Linked DNA regions of Mus musculus: region 1 is linked to region 2. The links are chromatin contacts, called in public Hi-C maps. All regions are on one chromosome and are shown on one strand. The core of a region is the stretch at or near the end of the contact, and the rest is flanking DNA. Distances in the headings are between cores, read along the strand shown. Region 1 has its middle 20 kb from the start of Dck. Region 2 holds the start of Mob1b (MOB kinase activator 1B).

The links. Hi-C and Micro-C count contacts between places; a contact is called where the count stands out from the background.
Region 1: a contact with region 2 is called in a Hi-C map of uterus, with 2.4 times the contacts expected there. The contact joins the enhancer-like site here to the promoter of Mob1b in region 2. A contact is called at or near these places in 8 of 39 promoter capture datasets (the C10 cell line, the HPC-7 cell line, HPC-7-derived erythroid cells and 5 more), 12 of 484 Hi-C or Micro-C datasets (centroblasts, centrocytes, double positive thymocytes and 9 more) and 2 of 9 other capture datasets (adipose tissue and pancreatic islet).

What each region holds. Positions count from the first base shown.
Region 1 is chr5:88,783,910-88,786,609 of GRCm38.p6, reverse strand. No RefSeq gene overlaps it. Among named protein-coding and RNA genes, the nearest start is that of Dck, 20 kb to the right of the region's middle. Within about 2 kb of position 1,324, at least 5 of the 459 cell types and tissues checked have an H3K27ac peak or open chromatin away from gene starts, as enhancers often do. A contact at or near this core is called in uterus, where this site is marked.
Region 2 is chr5:88,719,527-88,722,226 of GRCm38.p6, reverse strand. It overlaps Mob1b (MOB kinase activator 1B), which reads right to left and starts at 1,356. Exons shown (of 6, transcript NM_026735.2): 1 at 1,106-1,356. The coding sequence starts at 1,119.

The DNA.
Region 1 (2,700 bases), core at 75-2,574, 64 kb before region 2:
ATTTCGTAAGCTAAAGCAAGAAGACTGAGTTTGAGACCAGCCCGGTCTACATAGCAGACACTGCCTCAAAAACAACTCATAATCTGTATCTTGAAATGTTGTGCCTGTTTCTATGAGTAGTTTCCGCGTTTCATTAAGGGTTTTTAATTACTTTGAGTAGATTTTGTTCAGGGGGAGGGACGGGGATCTAAGCCTTCTACATGTGAATGTCCACATTTTCAAGCATCCTTTGTTGAAGAGGTTGGCTTCAGAAGGTTCTTGATCATGTGAAAGTCATTTCATCTGTGAGCTATCTCTGGGTCTTTTCTCTTCCTATCAGTCCATGTGTCTGTTTTTATGTCCATACCACAGTCCCTGTGACTATAGCTATTTATATTTGCTAAGGAAACTGGTCACCAGCAATGTTTTCCTTGTCCCACCTCGTTGTGTTACCTGGTTTGGGTATCAGGGAAGTATTGGTTCCATTGAGAGACCTTAGAAGCGTTCCCTTTGCGTTTTACGAAACAGTTTTCAGAGTGTCAGCATTTGTTAATTCTTTATCCATCTGGTAAAATTCAAAACTGAATCCGTCTGGCCCTGGGCTTGGCTTTTGGGGGCGATGATTACCTTTCATTCTTGCTAGTTTCCGATTGCTTAGGCTTTCCATATTAAGCAGTCCTGAGTCTTCGGGGTCTAAGGATGTTCTTTTGAATCTGAAATGTACTCCCACAAATTCATGCTTGGTCCTATCAAGGCTTGGTGGAACACACCTTCAATCCCAGAACTCAGGGTGTGAAGATCTCCGAGTTCCAGGCCAGCCTGGGAACAGAGAGTGAGGTCTTACTCATTCTTTGGGAGATTATGTAAACGTTAGAATGTGGGATCTGGCTAAAGAAAGGTCTCTGGGAATGGGGCCTTGTATATTATCTGTGGCCCTTCTTGTAACACCCACAGGTTTGTGGTTAGCCGTAAATAGCTCTCCTCTGCCACACACACAATGTTCTGCCCAGGAACCAAATGACCATGGCCTGGACTCTCTGACACTGAGAAATAAGCATTTGGTCACAGTGACACAAAAGTAACTACTACAGCCTGAGTCTGCGTCACATTACGCCCAGTCTCCTGGGTTCACACTGCTCGTTGGGCTAGTCACTCCCTTAGTAAATGAAAATAGGGAGACTTTTAGTACTGGGAGACAGAAAATTCTTCTGTCCTTCCACACTTGAGGCATTTGATTATAAAATCTCACAGGACAGCCTTCCTCTGCCCAGGCAGCAAGCAAAGTAGGAACAAAGAGTGGTCCCATCTCTAGGTCTGTGGACATGATGGGACCAGCTGTCTCAAGCTCTTGGTGCTGTCTTTACTGCAGAGACTAGAATCTTAATTGTGAGCCAAAATAAACACGTCCTCCCCTAAGCTGCTTTTTGTCTGGGTAATTTTATCACAGCAATAGAAAGGAAACTACTAAAGTTTATATAAGTTTTTATATATAATTCTGAAGTGTAATTTTTGTCATGATATGTAACATGGTTAAAGCTAGCTAATTATGATCTCAAATATCATGTCTGGTGGTTGAGGATGCTTACAACTTACTTAGTATTTAAAAATACATTATTGGAGCTTGGAGAAATGACTTGGCAGGTGTCACTCTCCCAGAGGACCCAGCAGCCAGCACATCTGGCAGCTCACAACTGCCTCTAACTCCAGTTCCAGGGGATCAGATGCCCTCTTCTGGTCTTCTAGGAAACCTACATGCACGTGGAACACTAAAATATATTCAGTTACGCACATACACATTCAAAAACAACAAAAATAAATAAAATTCTAAAAAAAGATGGAGGAGGTGAGGCCCGGGGGGAGGGGGGGTGTGGAGGAAACTGTGTCAGGATGGAATCTATGAGAAAATAAACTTATAAAAAGATTTTTTTTAAAGAATATTGGGGTTGTAGAGATGGCTCAGTAGTTAAGAGTACTGACTGTTCTTCCAGAGGTCCTGAGTTCAATTCCCAGCAACCACATGGTGGCTCACAACCATCTGAAATGAGACACGATGCCCTCTTCTGGTGTGTCTGAGGACAGCGACAGTGTACTTATATATCTAAATAAGTAAATAAATAAAAAGAACACATTACTAACCATAGTCACCATGTTGTGACCCATCTCACAAAACTTGTTCCTCCTAACCAAACTTTGTACCGTTTGACTAGCATCTTCTTATTCTCAAGTGATCACAATTGGCCACCCAGGATGTTTTAGACTCTGTATAAAGATCATATAGTATCTATCCTTTTGTAACTAAATTATTTCACTAAGTAAAGTGTCCTCTAGGTTTATACAGGCTACCACAAATTAATTTCCTTCCTTTTTTTAAAGCTGCAACAATTAATATTGCATTAGTGGGAAGAAACTACAGCTTACTTGGTAGGATCGGGAACAAGGCTCGACGATCTCCTCGTACCATGGTTTGTTTTCAACATCTCTCTCAAAGTCCTACCTAATGTACTAATACAAAAAGAAAAGGTACCTTCGTTGGAAGGAATGACAGAAAAAAGTCTCTGTCCACAGCAAGATCACTCGGACAGAAAAACAACAGAAACAAGAATCTAGAATACAGAATTTTGCAGGATGTAAAGTTAGTAACACGAAATGCATTACCACTTAGGCATAAAACAAAAATGCATACAAGATCTGCATGATCTATATGGAAAAAAAGGACACACC
Region 2 (2,700 bases), core at 107-2,606:
AGACACTGGGGTCCATGACCCAGGTAGCACACTGGGACCTGAGAAGCAGCCAGCACCCCCAACCCCACCCCGACAGCACCAAGTGGACAGGGAGGCAGGGCACCCCAACAGAACATGAGGGTAGGGAGCAGTGTTCCCCCCACCCCCGCCCTCTGACAGCACCAGGAGGATGGAAAGGCAGGGTCCGACAGCACCAGGAGGACAAGGAGGCACGGCCCTGAGAGCAAGCACCAGGAGGAAGGGGAGACGGGGAAGGGCAGCTCCAAGACAGGGAAGCAGAGCCGGGCAGCACCGAGGACTAGAAGGCAGGGACGGGCAACACAAGGAGGACAGGGAGGCAGGGCTCCCAGACAGCACCCGGAGGACGGGGAGGAAGGACCGGGCAGCACCAGGAGGACCGGGAGGCAGAGCCGGGCAGCACACGGAGGACGGGGAAACAGGGCCGGGCAGCACCCGGAGGACGCAGAAGCAGGGCCCGGCAATAGCAGGAGGACGGGGAGGAAGGGCTGGGCAGCACCAAGAGGACCGGGAGGCAGGGCCGGGCAGCACACGGAGGACAGGGAAGCAGGGCCGGGCAGCACTCGGAGGACGGAGAGGCGGGGCTCGGCAATAGCAGGAGGACGGGGAAGCAGGGCCGGGCAGCACCAGGAGGACGGAGAGGCAGAGCCGGGCAGCACCAGGAGGACGGGGAGGCAGAGCCGGGCAGCACCAGGAGGACGGGGAGGCTGGGTCGGGCAGCACCAGGAGGACGGGGAGGCAGAGCCGGGCAGCACTAGGAGGACGGGGAGGCAGAGCCGGGCAGCACCAGGAGGACGGGGAGGCAGAGCCGGGCAGCACCAGGAGGACGGGGAGGCAGAGCCAGGCAGTACGGAAGACTAGAAGGCAGGGACCGGCAACACCAGGAGGATGGAGAGGCAAGGCTCCCCGACAGCACCAGGAAGATGGGGAGGCAAGGGCCGGGCAGCACCAGGAGGACGAGGAGGCAGGGCCCCGAGAGCACCCGGAGGACGAGGAGGCAGGGCCGGCCAGCACCCCGAGGTCGGGGCCTCTGGAGCCCGGGGCCCAGGGGGCGGCGGAACAAAGCCGGCGCTACTGGACTACTTACAACAAGAAGCTCATGTCGGCCGCGGCGTGGGCTGCGGGCTCGGCTGAGCGAAGCCTGGGGCGGCGGGCTTGAATCAGAGAAAAGGTGGCGGAGGGGGAAGGACGCGCGCCGGCGGCGGAGCGGCCGCGACTTCTCCGGCTTCGCTACTTGCCGCGGCCGGCTGAGGGGCGGAAGTGGAAGGCCAGGACTCGGCAGGCTCACCGGACTGGAAGCAGAGCGGCCGAGGAAGCACCGCCCGCCGCGTCCTCCTCGCAGCCCCGCGCTCCCGCGCCGAAGTCTCGCGAGAGCGAGCTCTGGCGCCCCGCCCACATTAGGATTACCTTCGGGTCACCTCTGCCTCCCGCACAGTCCAGCTGAGAGCTTGCCCGAGCACGTGACCTGGGGGGTTCGGAGCCCAGCGGGGAAGTGGACCTCCGTTCCAGGACGCCTGGGTCTCATGGATAGGGAGGGAGTCGCCATCAGAGAGGACAGCGGAAGGCCTTGGACTCGCTTTCTGTGCTCTGATTTAGGCAAGCACCCCACGAACTGAGAGCCACATCCCCAGTCCCTCTACGCCGCCCGCACTTAAAAAAAAAAAAAAAAAGTTTTTCTGCTTGTAACGACTTGGGGGGAGATGGAATTTTGGGAAAGGGAAATAAATGTTTTAGGAGGTAAGATCTTTATTTGAACAAGCTAGCTGTCTAGGGAAACGGAGGGAGCCCAGGAGAGCTGAGGACCAGATTCCCTGAGGCAGGGACGCTGGTTATCCATGGCCATACGGATTAACTAGTTGTGGAGTCCCTTCGAAGAACTGATGCCCAAAACGCTGGGAATTATTCAGCCAGGCGCTCGAAGGAACTTTAGTTCTCACCTGCTTAAGAGGCTGAGGGCAAAGCTTTATGTTTAAAGACTGTTTGATGGCTCCTGAGATGATTCAGCCAGTAAAGGAACTTGCCACCAAGCCTGATCGCCTGGAACCCACGCGGTAAAGAGAACCAGTTCCCACAAGTTGTCCTCTCATTTCCACACAAATTAAATAAATAGATAGTGCGTGGTGGTGCTTGCCTGAATCGCTATACCTCAGAGATGGAGGCAAAAGGATCACAAGTTTGGAGTAAGCCAAGACAGCACAGGAAGTTGTTTGTTTGTGTGTTTGTTTGTTTGTTTGTTTGTTTTTACCATAGGAGACAGTGGTATTCTTTACTCGCACCTGATGCTGAATCGAGGAATTTAAGTGGAACAGTGTGCAGATAGTAGCCCAACTTGAGCTTAGCGTTCCAAAAGACAGAGGATTCCTGAAAGTGATGCAAATATTCAATTTATCCGATTTCATTTCTACACCAGTAGTCAGCCGCGTTGGCTAAATGGTTTTAAAAACCTAAATGCAAGAAACCCGAACCTTCTATTATCTCAGGAACAGCAAATAATAACGTGAAAAGACAGCTTCAAAAGCCTTTAAGCCCAGAACTGGGAAGGCAGAGGTAGGCAGATCTGTGTGAGTCTAAGGCCAGCCTGATTTACATATGGAATTCCAAGCCAACCAGAAATAACATAGTGAGCTGCTGTCTAAAAAAATCAAAAATAAAAAAAATAAAACAGACAGCAAAAGGATTTAC